2 separate regions of the Hordeum vulgare genome follow, and region 1 is linked to region 2. Evidence: chromatin contacts called from public Hi-C data. All regions are on one chromosome and are shown on one strand. Each heading gives the region's core, a stretch centred on a gene start, on an enhancer-like site or on the middle of the called end of the contact. The rest is flanking DNA. Distances are from core to core; before and after follow the strand shown.

What was found. A called contact is a pair of places that touch in the nucleus more often than the background predicts.
Region 1: a Hi-C map of leaf shows a contact between it and region 2, with 2.5 times the contacts expected there. The contact joins the promoter of LOC123444740 here to the promoter of LOC123444739 in region 2. A contact is called at or near these places in 1 of 6 Hi-C or Micro-C datasets (leaf) and 1 of 1 datasets of contacts at active chromatin or transcription factors (embryo).

The regions. Positions count from the first base shown.
Region 1 is chr3H:532,021,571-532,027,231 of MorexV3_pseudomolecules_assembly, reverse strand. LOC123444740 (extradiol ring-cleavage dioxygenase-like) reads right to left here and starts at 1,934. Exons shown (of 3, transcript XM_045121562.1): 1 at 1,387-1,934. The coding sequence starts at 1,758.
Region 2 is chr3H:531,868,876-531,874,498 of MorexV3_pseudomolecules_assembly, reverse strand. LOC123444739 (transcription initiation factor TFIID subunit 9-like) reads right to left here and starts at 3,748. Exons shown (of 2, transcript XM_045121561.1): 1 at 3,415-3,748. The coding sequence starts at 3,726. It overlaps TRNAS-GCU (a tRNA gene), which reads left to right and starts at 3,837; the gene lies at 3,837-3,918.

The DNA.
Region 1 (5,661 bases), core at 685-3,184, 150 kb before region 2:
CCAAAAACTTTTGATTTATGCCACCTTTGAACGGAATTCCAACAAAAAAAGTTTTTTGGTTTCTACGGCAACGCATGCACCTAATGTTTTGAAAGAGTTCATTGTTTCCCTGTGATGCAAACAAATAATTTGCATCACACAGTTTTTTTGTGTATTCCATTCATATAGGATGTAATGTGACATGATACTCAAATTCCACATTTTTCATGTTGTTGTGCTTTTTGAATTGAACGAGTCAAAGAGGCCCAGATATGTGTCACCAGACCCCTACCCACTCTTTAAGGTAATGCATATAGCTCAATCGCTTGCTATTTCTAAGACCAACCATATTTGTGGGCTCTTCCTTGTCTTCATTATATCATGTTTCGATGCTTTGTTCGGGCAACTTCAACTCGCCGATCTAAATGGATAACGTTTTTTGTCCGTTTGGGTCGTCCGCCGGCCTCCGTGTCCGTTTTATTAAATGCGTCAGCACATGCACCCAACGAAAAGCAAGTGAGCAGCAGCACTGTGGCAATAAAATAATAGAAAAAATGTGGATGTGGATGAACCAACGAATTAAATAAGTAGGCAGATGTGGGTGGGTGGCTATGTGACAAATGGGTCAGGTCACACATGCGGACGACGTAGCCACAAAAAAATGTGTGCTTTGTATCCGTCAGCGACCCAAATATGATCCAAATTTGCGTTAAAAATGGATCCGCGCGGACACAAAATAGACGCAAAATAAAAATGAATCTTCACATTAGGCCATTACTTTTATCCACGTCAATATATACGAACACACACGGACGAAATGCGTCCTCTCGCTGGGTTGCTCTTAGGCTTCATTATACCAAAGACATGGGATCGATGCCGGCTACAAATATTTTTATGAAATTCTATGTTGAATGAGTCTTCGATTACCTCTTGCTATAGTATCATAACGAATTGGATGCAACCTTTGTAGCCTCACTACTACCTACTCAAATAATGGTATCCTCACGACCCTACCGTTTCCCAACCTCAATAAGGTGTTATCTACAATAAAATTCAGAACATGCGCAGTGTTCACAGTTAACGATGTTGCAGGATATCATACCCTTTATTCACCAAAATTCAAGTGATCAAGCAAAAAAAAAAAAAGTCCAACTTTCTTTGAGCAAATTTTGGAATAGTATTAGTACCATCCAGTTTTGGCGTGTGCACCTGTACCATGCCATGACCAATCTCCTTTCGAGAACCCACAGCCAAAACCAAGGCAAGGGCATCCACCACCAACCTTGGCTATTTTAAAATCAAACAGCGGATCCACGCGAAGTCTGACCGGCCCAACCAACCAGGACAACATCTCAATCGAACCAGAACGAGAGGGGATGGAAGAAAGCAAGCAAGCCGGGAACGGACCTGGTACATGGACTTGGGGAAGCCGCCGAAGTCGTGGATGGTGTCGTTGCTGCCGCGGATGACGTTGACGGCCGGCGTGGCCGTCTCCCAGTGGGCCGACACGATCAGGATGGCGCGCGGCCGCTCCGGGCCGGCGACGGCCGCCGGCAGCCATGACTCGAAGAAGCTCCGCGCCGGGATCGTCTCGTCGATGGAGAGCGTGGGCGAGCCGTGCGACAGGAAGAAGGTGTCCATGGCCGCGGCCGGCGGGCGCCTCCCGGCGGCTTCTGGCTGGTTCTGGTGTTGGTCGTCGCCGCCGCGCGGCTGTGGCGTCGCGTGCCTGTCCCCCGGTTTGGGCTTGTTGGCTATGGCTAGGCTGTGGCTCTGCCCCATCGCCGCCAGCGGGGTGCTCTCCTTATTACGGGTGCCGCGAGCGCTGCAGTCGACGCGGTTGTGAGTTTCCGGCTCAGGCCCCTATTCCTGACGGGCTCGTGTGTCGCGTGGTTGGTAGGAGGAGAGCCCAGACGCTTGCTCGTGCTACTTTCTCTCCTGTGCTTTGCTGCTTTTCCAGCAAGGAGTCAATGACATTTTCCTTTTCTAATTTTGAGGAGAGGCATTTTGCCTTTCGACAATGGGCATAAAAGTTTGGGGAGGCGATCATTACTTTTACATCAAGATGTGGTGACGGTATTTGAATAAATTCTAATGATGGTGTACTTAGGGCATGTTTGGGACTGCTTCAATTCATCAAAATCAGCTTCACTTCATCAAATTTACTTTGGAGCAGTTTCATACAGAAGCTATAGCACTATCAAGAGAATGTTTGGCTTCCATCTAGCTCCAACTTCAAGAATAAAAAATTTGATGGAAAGAATCTATTTGATTGGTTGAGGGGAAAGAAATGAAGGGGTATCCACTTACTGGTGGCAGTGGTGGGTAATTTTCCCCCAACTCCAGCTTCTAGTCTTTTTTGGAGCACCCTCTCAGGAGCTTTCTAAAAACTTTGAAGTTGTATCCCAGATTCTAGATTTTTTGTGGAGCAGCATATCCTGGAGCTATCCCGTTTGGCTTATTTTTTCTGGAGCAGAGCTGAATTTTAAGGAGCAGAGCAGTCCCAAACAGGCTCTTAAGCTCGAGGAGATTCGAAACACTCGCGTCGGTATCTTCCAACTCTTTTGCTTTTTATTTTTGCCTTTATGATTTTTTATTGCAAGTTAGTTTTCAAAAACGCAAATAAATAAATGGAAATAGAATAAGCTTTGTTTTGTTCTCGTTCTTCATTTAGTACCTTGGAGTTCGTTTGAGTTTTGTTCTCAAAGGAGTTAGTGCCGGCCTGGTGTATGGTCAGAGGGGCGACGGTCTAGGGCCCAGGCCTGAGGGGGGCCCATGATGTGGTATATATGTGTAGTATAGCCCAGCAAAAAAAATAGATAAGAAACAATTTGAGAGAAGCGCAATGGGCTAGGCCTAATTGTTTGGCAGATACGAGCGAACTAGTTAAGCGTGGCCATACGCCAGGCACGGCCGCACGCGTACGCCCTTGAAAATCTGAATCAAATCAATCTCAAGACCGTTGTATAGCCGTGCCTTCGTCTGTTCGAGTTCCTCTTGTTCGTATTTGTCGACCGTCGCTCTCGCTCGGCGCCTCGTTGTCGTCGCTGCGCGCGCGACAGACGGGCAGCCTGTTGTTGCGCCGTGTGGCAGTGCCGGCGCCGGCAACCTGGCTACCCAATTTCAATGTTGATGTGAGTGAAGAACAATGGCAATAAGCTAATCCTGAGCAGGAAAATTGTTTGAGGTCAACTATGTTGGAAGATAGATTATATTGAATTGCTTGGCTATGTGCTGCATTGAGATGCATATCTTGGATAGTGTTGATCTCGATATTCTCCTTGCTGGCTTTGCATCAAGAAGAACACTACGAAGCTTTTTTCAAAAGCACTAAAATAGTATTATTGTCAATGGAATTAGTCAAATTTGGTTCTTATCTGAGATAATTATGTCATGTTAGTTTCATTTTGCTATCTTTGTAGTTTTTCTATTGTATTATGGCATTCTCCAACAAGTATTATAGCCAAATCTAAAACTGAAGATTTTTTCCCCAATTATATTTATTTATTTATGTATCACCCAAACACATACATATATGGTCTTAGGACTTAAGAGGCCCATGTTGTCGAGTCCGCCTAGGGCCTTCCGAAACACAGGGCCAGCCCTGAAAGGAGTTGATCTATGCGAAGACAACGAGAAATGCAAAAGTAAAGAAGAGAAGCGTGTAAATTTGCAACAGTAAAGGCACATTCAAATGCTATCTGAAATTTTTTAGGCAAAAAGGTTAAGTATTTTGACGTGTGTAAAAAAAACAAGTTGAACATCAATGGTTTTTCTGAAATGTCACATCCAAATTTGTTTCTTTTCATCGACGAAACACCACTCCTCCGATTCACATGAAAATTGTCAAGCATGCTTGCGACAATAACATAGACATCCAGAAAAATCGGATTTTTCTGAAAACATATATTTTTTGTGTATGTTACTGTTCATCCGGGTGCGTATGCACCTCGGTGCAAAAACACATCTCCCAAAAAGATAGCAAATTACTTGATGGAGACATATGACTAGAGGCACCAGAAAAAAAATTCCAATATGTACCTGAGTTTCCTTGGACACCAAAGTTGTTCATAACCTGGAGAAAGGCGACTTGATCCCAGCCCGGCGGTGCACGTGAGGTTGGTGTTGGCAGCAGCGCCGGCTCATATGCCGGTGAAGACAGGAGAGCTGACGAGGGCGTGTAGTAGAGGCTTCCGTCAGTAGGGCAGGGCGGTGGAGCACTGTATGAAGTATGTGATGGAGCGACATGATATGCGTTCGCTGACTCTCGAGGGGTAAGTAACCCACGGGCACCAGTATGCGGACGAAGGCCGGGTTGCCAAGCACCGGTGTAGGCAGGTGGAGCCCCCAGGGGCGACGTGGCAGACCAAGGCATAGGCCATGCGTGGACAAGCCCGGTCCATGGATCATGCGGAGGACGGCGGGATGGAGACGCTGGTGGAGCACTCGGAGCCATCATAGGGTTTGAAGACGGCGGTGTCCAAGGAGGCGCCAAGCGCGACCTGTAGATAGGGTTCTTTCCACGGTAGTTGGGACCAGGGCGGTAGCCTGGAGGTGTGCTACCTCGACAGAGATCTTCTGTCGTCCCTTGAGCTTGCGTTGGTATTCCCTTGAAGAGGAAAGGGTGATGCAGCACAGGAGCAGTAAGTATTTCCCTCAGTTTGAGAACCAAGGTATCAATCCAGTAGGAGAATCTCGTCAAGTCCAGAGTACCTGCACAAACACAAAGAGCTTGCACCCAACACTATAAAGGGGTTGTCAATCCCTTCAAGATTGATTGCAAAGTGAGATCTGAAGGCGGAAAGTGAAACGAAGAAAAAGTGCAAGGCCGAAAATATGGTGTGGAGTAGACCCGGGGGCAATAGTGTTCACTAGAGGCTTCTCTCAAAATAGCAAATATCACGGTGGGTGAACAAATTACTGTGGAGCAATTGATAGAACCGCGCAAAGTCATGACGATATCTAAGGCAATGATCATACATATAGGCATCACGTCCGAGACAAGTAGACCGATACTTTCTCCATCTACTACTATTACTCCACACATCGACCGCTATCCAGCATGCATCTAGTGTATTGAGTTCATGACGAACAGAGTAACGCCATAAGCAAGATGACATGATGTAGAGGGATAAACTCAAACCAATGATGAAAACCCCATCTTTTTACCCTTGATGGCAACAACACGATGCGTGCCTCGCTACCCCTTCTGTCACTGGGTGAGGTCACCGCACGGTATGAACCCAAAACCAAGCACTTCTCCCATTGCAAGAATCATAGATCTAGTTGGCCAAACAAAACCCACAACTCGAAGAGAATTACAAGGATATGAAATCATGCATAAGAGAGCAGAAGAAACTCAAATAAGATTCATAGATAATCTGATCATAAATCCACAATTCATCGGATCTCGACAAACACACTGCAAAAGAAGATTACATCGATAGATCTCCATGAAGATCATGGAGAACTTTGTATTGAAGATCCAAGAGAGAGAAGAAGCCATCTAGCTACTATCTATGGACCCGTAGGTCTGTGGTGAACTACTCACGCATCATCAGAGAGGTCATGATGTTGATGAAGAAGCCCTCTGTATCTGAATCCCCCCTCCAGCAGGGCACCAGAATGTGCCCCAGATGGGATCTTGCGGAGACAGAAGCTTGCGGCGGCGGAAAAGTACTTTCG
Region 2 (5,623 bases), core at 2,499-4,998:
CTAGGATCGGGTCGTCGCATCCTTAGTGACGTGCTACATCAGCGCCCGGGTGTGCTGGAAAATGAGCAAGGGTCTTTGCATTTGACTCAACGAGTGCGAAGGGTAAGGAAGCTAGTCGAGCTTTGGAGGATTCACTTAGGTAGCTGGAACGTAGGGTCTCTGACAGGTAAGCTTCGGGAGGTAGTTGATTCAGCGGTCAGGAGATGTTGATATCCTTTGCGTCCAAGAGACCAAATAGAGGAGACAAAAGACAAAGGAGATGGAGGATAGCGGCTTCAAGCTGTGGTACACGGGGACGTTTGCAAACAGAAACGGAGTAGGCATCTTGATTAGCAAGAGCCTCAAGTATGAAGTTTAGACATCAAGAGACGTGGGAACCGGATTATCCTGGTCAAGCTGGTAGTTGGGGACTTAGTTCTCAACGTGTCGGTGTACTAAAGAACGAGTCCCTTAGTACCCTGACTTGTGCACAGACGACAGCGGCCTCCTGCCCGGCAAGCCTTGTCAAGAGACGATGCGTCGAACACAACGCCAGGCATCAAGGCCAAGCCACCGGCAAGCCGCCGTGCCCGGCAAGAACCCTGCTACCTCTTCATCGCTCCACCTCATCAGGCCGATATTGGAAACTTGGTGGCACCGAATTTGGACTTTGGGGCTTGGACAGAATGTTTATGTGGGAGAATTCTATGAGGATTTTTGATGGCTAACTCTAAGCACTTGAGCAACCAGATCATCATAGATACTTCATCCCCTTTTAATAGTATTGGCTTTCCTTTGGACTCAATTGTGATTTCTCACATAAAAGCAAAATGTAGAGTCTTGAAGCTTGTTGCTAACTAATGTTCCTTGCATCTAGGGGATCTCCTCACAATCCTTTGTCAATCCATTCATTGAACCTTTCCTGAAATATACTTGGTAGAATCATTAGTTCAATGAAATATATGTTGTTATTAATTACCAAATCCACCTAGGAAGAAGTTGTGCTTTCAGCAGGTCTCATAGGTTATCGTACCCCGACATCTTTGGCGCGCCAAGTAGGAGGCCGCGTGCGCGAACCTTCACCAACTTTTGCGTGTCTTCCTCAGCATCTTCATCGACGCCCATGGCTCCCAAAAAGGCAAAGGGCACGTCGGCGGCCATCCCGTCTTCATCCAAGCTGCCATCACAGTCAGCTACAGGCGACGCAGCCACAACACCGCACGGAGTTCCGCGAGCCGCGGCCCGAACCCCGTCATCATGGTGACGCGAGACGCGCTAGCGGCGACTGAGGATAACGTCGCGACGGCGACTACTGCAGCAGCAACAGCGGCGACGACGGGACCTCCGCCGCACCCCTCATAAAATTCATGGCGCAGTCTCACCACACCTACAATACACTGAAGATGCCAGGGCCGATGAGCGTCATCAACGTCCACACCGACAGCAAGAACGCGGTCCTCTGCGTTGACAAACTCTATCGGGAGGCAGCGGCAGCATTTGCCGACAAGGCACCTGCTCCTGCCGGCAAAGCTCCCGGGTGGGAGGGCAAGAACAAGAGTCCCTACGAATCTGGTAAGGATTCCAGGAAGCGCGCCGCAGAGTGCAGCATGCCCATTGATGATTTACCAGAGATTTCTGCCACCGGCAGCAAGAAAAACAAGATCGCCAGGCCCTTACCGGGTGCTACGAGTCGCTAGGCCTAACAGATGCTCTCTCTTCTATGTGATTATTTGACTTGACCCATCCATGTAGACTGTCCAAATCTAATGAAAGTTATCAACAATAGAATACACATAATATATCTAAAGAGTAAAGCCAACTAATAAGGAAACTGAGTATTCGTGTTTCCAGTTCCAACAGACTAGCAGCATCTCTGCACTAACAGAACAGGTTATTTGTTTCTTGCTTGGTTCTCAAAGGTGAAGTAAAATTGTGTATATGAAACTACTATTTGCACATGATTCCTAAGATTTTAGACCCTTCAGCAGATAAGCATTCAACTTTCCAAACATAAATGGGCTCAGCTGAACATTCCTAACAAGACATGGACTGAATTAAATTTCAATGTTCTGTCCGAACTGGACTCTCCTTGCATCATATGCGCAAATATGAAAGGTTCTCCCATGATGGAGGCTAGAAAGGGCTCTTTGCTTTTTTTTCTTTGAGTATGGATTCTATTCTGCTACCTTTACTTCTGACTTCTCCCACCTATTGGTATTGATCATACCTTACATCGACAAGGTATTCATTTCTGCTAATAGCTGCACTCTGGACGTAAAATCTTGGCACTCCCTGATTACCCCATCAAACTGGCAAAAGTTTGGTCAGTTCCAACTTCCTAACGGATAAAGGAGTCATCTTGGTCCTAGTGGTAGGGTGGTAGAGTACTAGTACTTGAGATGAATCTGGGTTTGAATCCCACATTCCCTCCTATGTTTGTTCATTATAATTTCAGTATAACACTGACTGATATGTTGGTCCCTCAGATGGCTATGAGTTAAAAAAACCGACATTTTGTGAGCTCAAGGACTCAAAACTGCAAATCCGCAATCTCTCTGTGCTGCGTTCCGGATGGTGGCTTCTAACCACCATGTCTGAAGCTATGATTGATGTGCTCTTATTGTGGAACACATTTGATCAAGAAGTTGAGCCTTATTTGAGATTCAAATTTCCCCCAAAAAATATCTCCCAGCCAAGACCCAGAAATTAACTGAAATCTCATAGCACACACCATTTTCCGTACTCCCTCCATCCTAATATATAGGGAGTAAAGCATGTTTCAAGATTTATTTTGACCATTATTTAGACCAATAATATATGATGCGGGCGTTGCAAAAAGTATACCATCAAATTCGTTGAAAGTTGTTTCTAATGGTAGGATCTTTATAGCATATACATCTCATATATGTTTATCCTATTCCTTGTTGAGGAAATCGTTAACTGGCAGCTGCTCGGTTGGGTGGCGAGTAGGGGATTAATGGGCTAATCGGCAAGGGAATCAGCAATTTAATCAATTAATAGGACGATTTTTAGGTTTATCGGCTATTCAATGAGCCTGCGAGTAGGGATTAATCAACAATTTAACTGGTTAATCGGATGGATTCTTGAACAGGGATCCTATTGATGGTCAGCTTAAATCTCGAAATACATATTAGCCCCTGTATAACCGGATAGAGGCAGTATCTATCTAGATTGTTTCTTCTTCGACACATCTGCACATCCTCTACAAGCTTATCCTTTCCCCAATCGGAGTCCAAAACATTGTTCCCTCCGAATCTGATAGGTTCACAGGAAAGCCCGCCCTGGATCTGGAGTTTAAATTGGACCCTTGTCCTCTTCATTGACGAGTTGAATGAAGCTACGATACCTAGTAATTCGTCCGAATCTAACGAAGATATACTCTAGGGTTTTTGGTGAGATTGGTAGTGCTCGTACCTCGCGGGGCGGCGGCTGGGAGAAGGAGAAGTTGACATTGGCCTGGATGGCGAGGCGGACGTCGTCGGCGTCGATCTGGGGCTTGTCTGCGTGGTCGGCGTAGACCTGGGCGTCGCCGAGCACGTCCCCGACGTACCGGTATGCCAGGTCCAGGAACTGGCCCACGACGCGCGGCTCGTACTCGCCCTCGCCGAGCCCCATCGACCGGAGGAGCTCCCGCACCACGCGCGCGTCGCGCGGCTCGTCCGGGACGGAGGCTCCTCCCGCCGCCGCCGCGGACGGAAGCGATGGCCGCACGCCGCCGCTGTCCATGGCCTGATTGCTGTGTCTTGCCTCGGCTGGTGGGGAGGGGTTCGGGGAACGAATGGGGGTTAGATATAGTACCGTTTAAAAGCATAAAATGTAGCAATAGTGTCATCAAAGACGCTTTGGCCGAGTGGTTAAGGCGTGTGCCTGCTAAGTACATGGGGTTTCCCCGCGAGAGTTCGAATCTCTCAGGCGTCGATTTTTTTTTTTTGTGTGGCTTGGTTTAGGCTGTTTGGGACTGCTTCAATTCATCAAAATCAGCTTCACTTCGTCAAATTTATTTTGAAGCAGTTTCATATAGAAGTTATAGCACTATCAAGAGAATGTTTGGCTTTCATTTAGCTCCAGCTTCTGGGATAGAAAATTCAGTGGAAAGAATCTATTTCATTGGTTGAGGGTAAAGAAATGAAGGGGTATCCATTTACTGGTGGCAGTGGTGCGTAATTCCCCCCAGCTTCAACTTCTAGAGTTTTTTTGAGCACCCTCTTAGGAGCTTCATAAAAACTCTGAAGTTGTACCTAGATTCTAGTTTTTTGCGGAACAACATATCGTGGAGCTACCCCGTTTGGCTTGTCTTTTCTGGAGCAGAGCTGAATTTTAAGGAGCAGAGCAGTCCCACACAGGCTCTTACTCAAGAAAAATGGTCTAAATCTACCGACTGATCCTGCACGTGACATCCGCCACACGTCCGATTCATTTTAATCGGGCCGACCACGTGAAGGGCTTATATGGCAAGAAACTTTTTAAAATGTCATCTTCCATTAAATCGATGAAGTGTCGGTATTTTAGGCCGCGCTTTGGATGCTACACGCATGTGTCGCTCACAAGTAATTTTTGTGAACGGAATGCACGAAGTAATACTACAATTGCTTTAGATGAAATTTTCGCAACAAAGGTCTCATTACGGAAAACAGAAAAGGGTTGAAAGATATTGTAATTTTTGCAAAGGATCTTGTTGGAGGAAAGGAAAGAAGATATATTTTTGTTGAAAATATGCCCTAGAGGCAATAATAAATTGGTTATTATTATATTTTCTTATTCATGATAATAGTTTATTATCCATGCTATAATTGTATTGATTGGAAACTAAAATACATGCCTGGATACATAGACAAAACACTGTCCCTAGTAAGCCACTAGTTGACTAGCTCATTGATCAAAGATGATTAAGGTTTCCTAGCCATAGACAAGTGTTGTCACTTGATAACGGGATCACATCATTAGGAGAATGATGTGATGGACAAGACTCAAACTATGAACGTAGCATATGATCGTGTCAGTTTATAGCTATTGTTTTCTGCATGTCAATGTATCTGTTCCTATGACCATGAGATCATGCAACTCCTGGACACCAGAGGAATGCCTTGTGTGTATCAAACATCGCAATGTAACTGGGTAACTATAAATGTGCTCTACATGTATCTCCGAAGGTGTCTATTGGGTTGGCATGGATCAAGACTGGAACTTGTCACTCCATGTGACGAAGAGGTACCTCGGGGCTCACTCGGTAATACAACATCACAAACAAGCCTTGCAAGCAATGTGACTAAGGAGTTAGCCATGGGATCTGGTATTACGGAACGAGTAAAGAGACTTGCCGGTAACGAGATTGAACTAGGTATAGAGATACCGACGATCGAATCTCGGGCAAGTAACATACCGATGGACAAAGGGAACATTATACGGGATTAACTGAATCCTTGACATCGAGGTTCAACCGACAAAGATCTTCGTAGAATATGTAGGAGCCAATACGGGCCTACAGGTCCCGCTATTGGTTATTGACTAGAGAATGTCTCAGGTCATGTGTGCATAGTTCTCGAACCCGTAGGGTCTGCACACTTAAGGTTCGATGATGTTTCGGTATAGTCCAGTTATGTATGTTGGTGACCGAAGGTTGTTC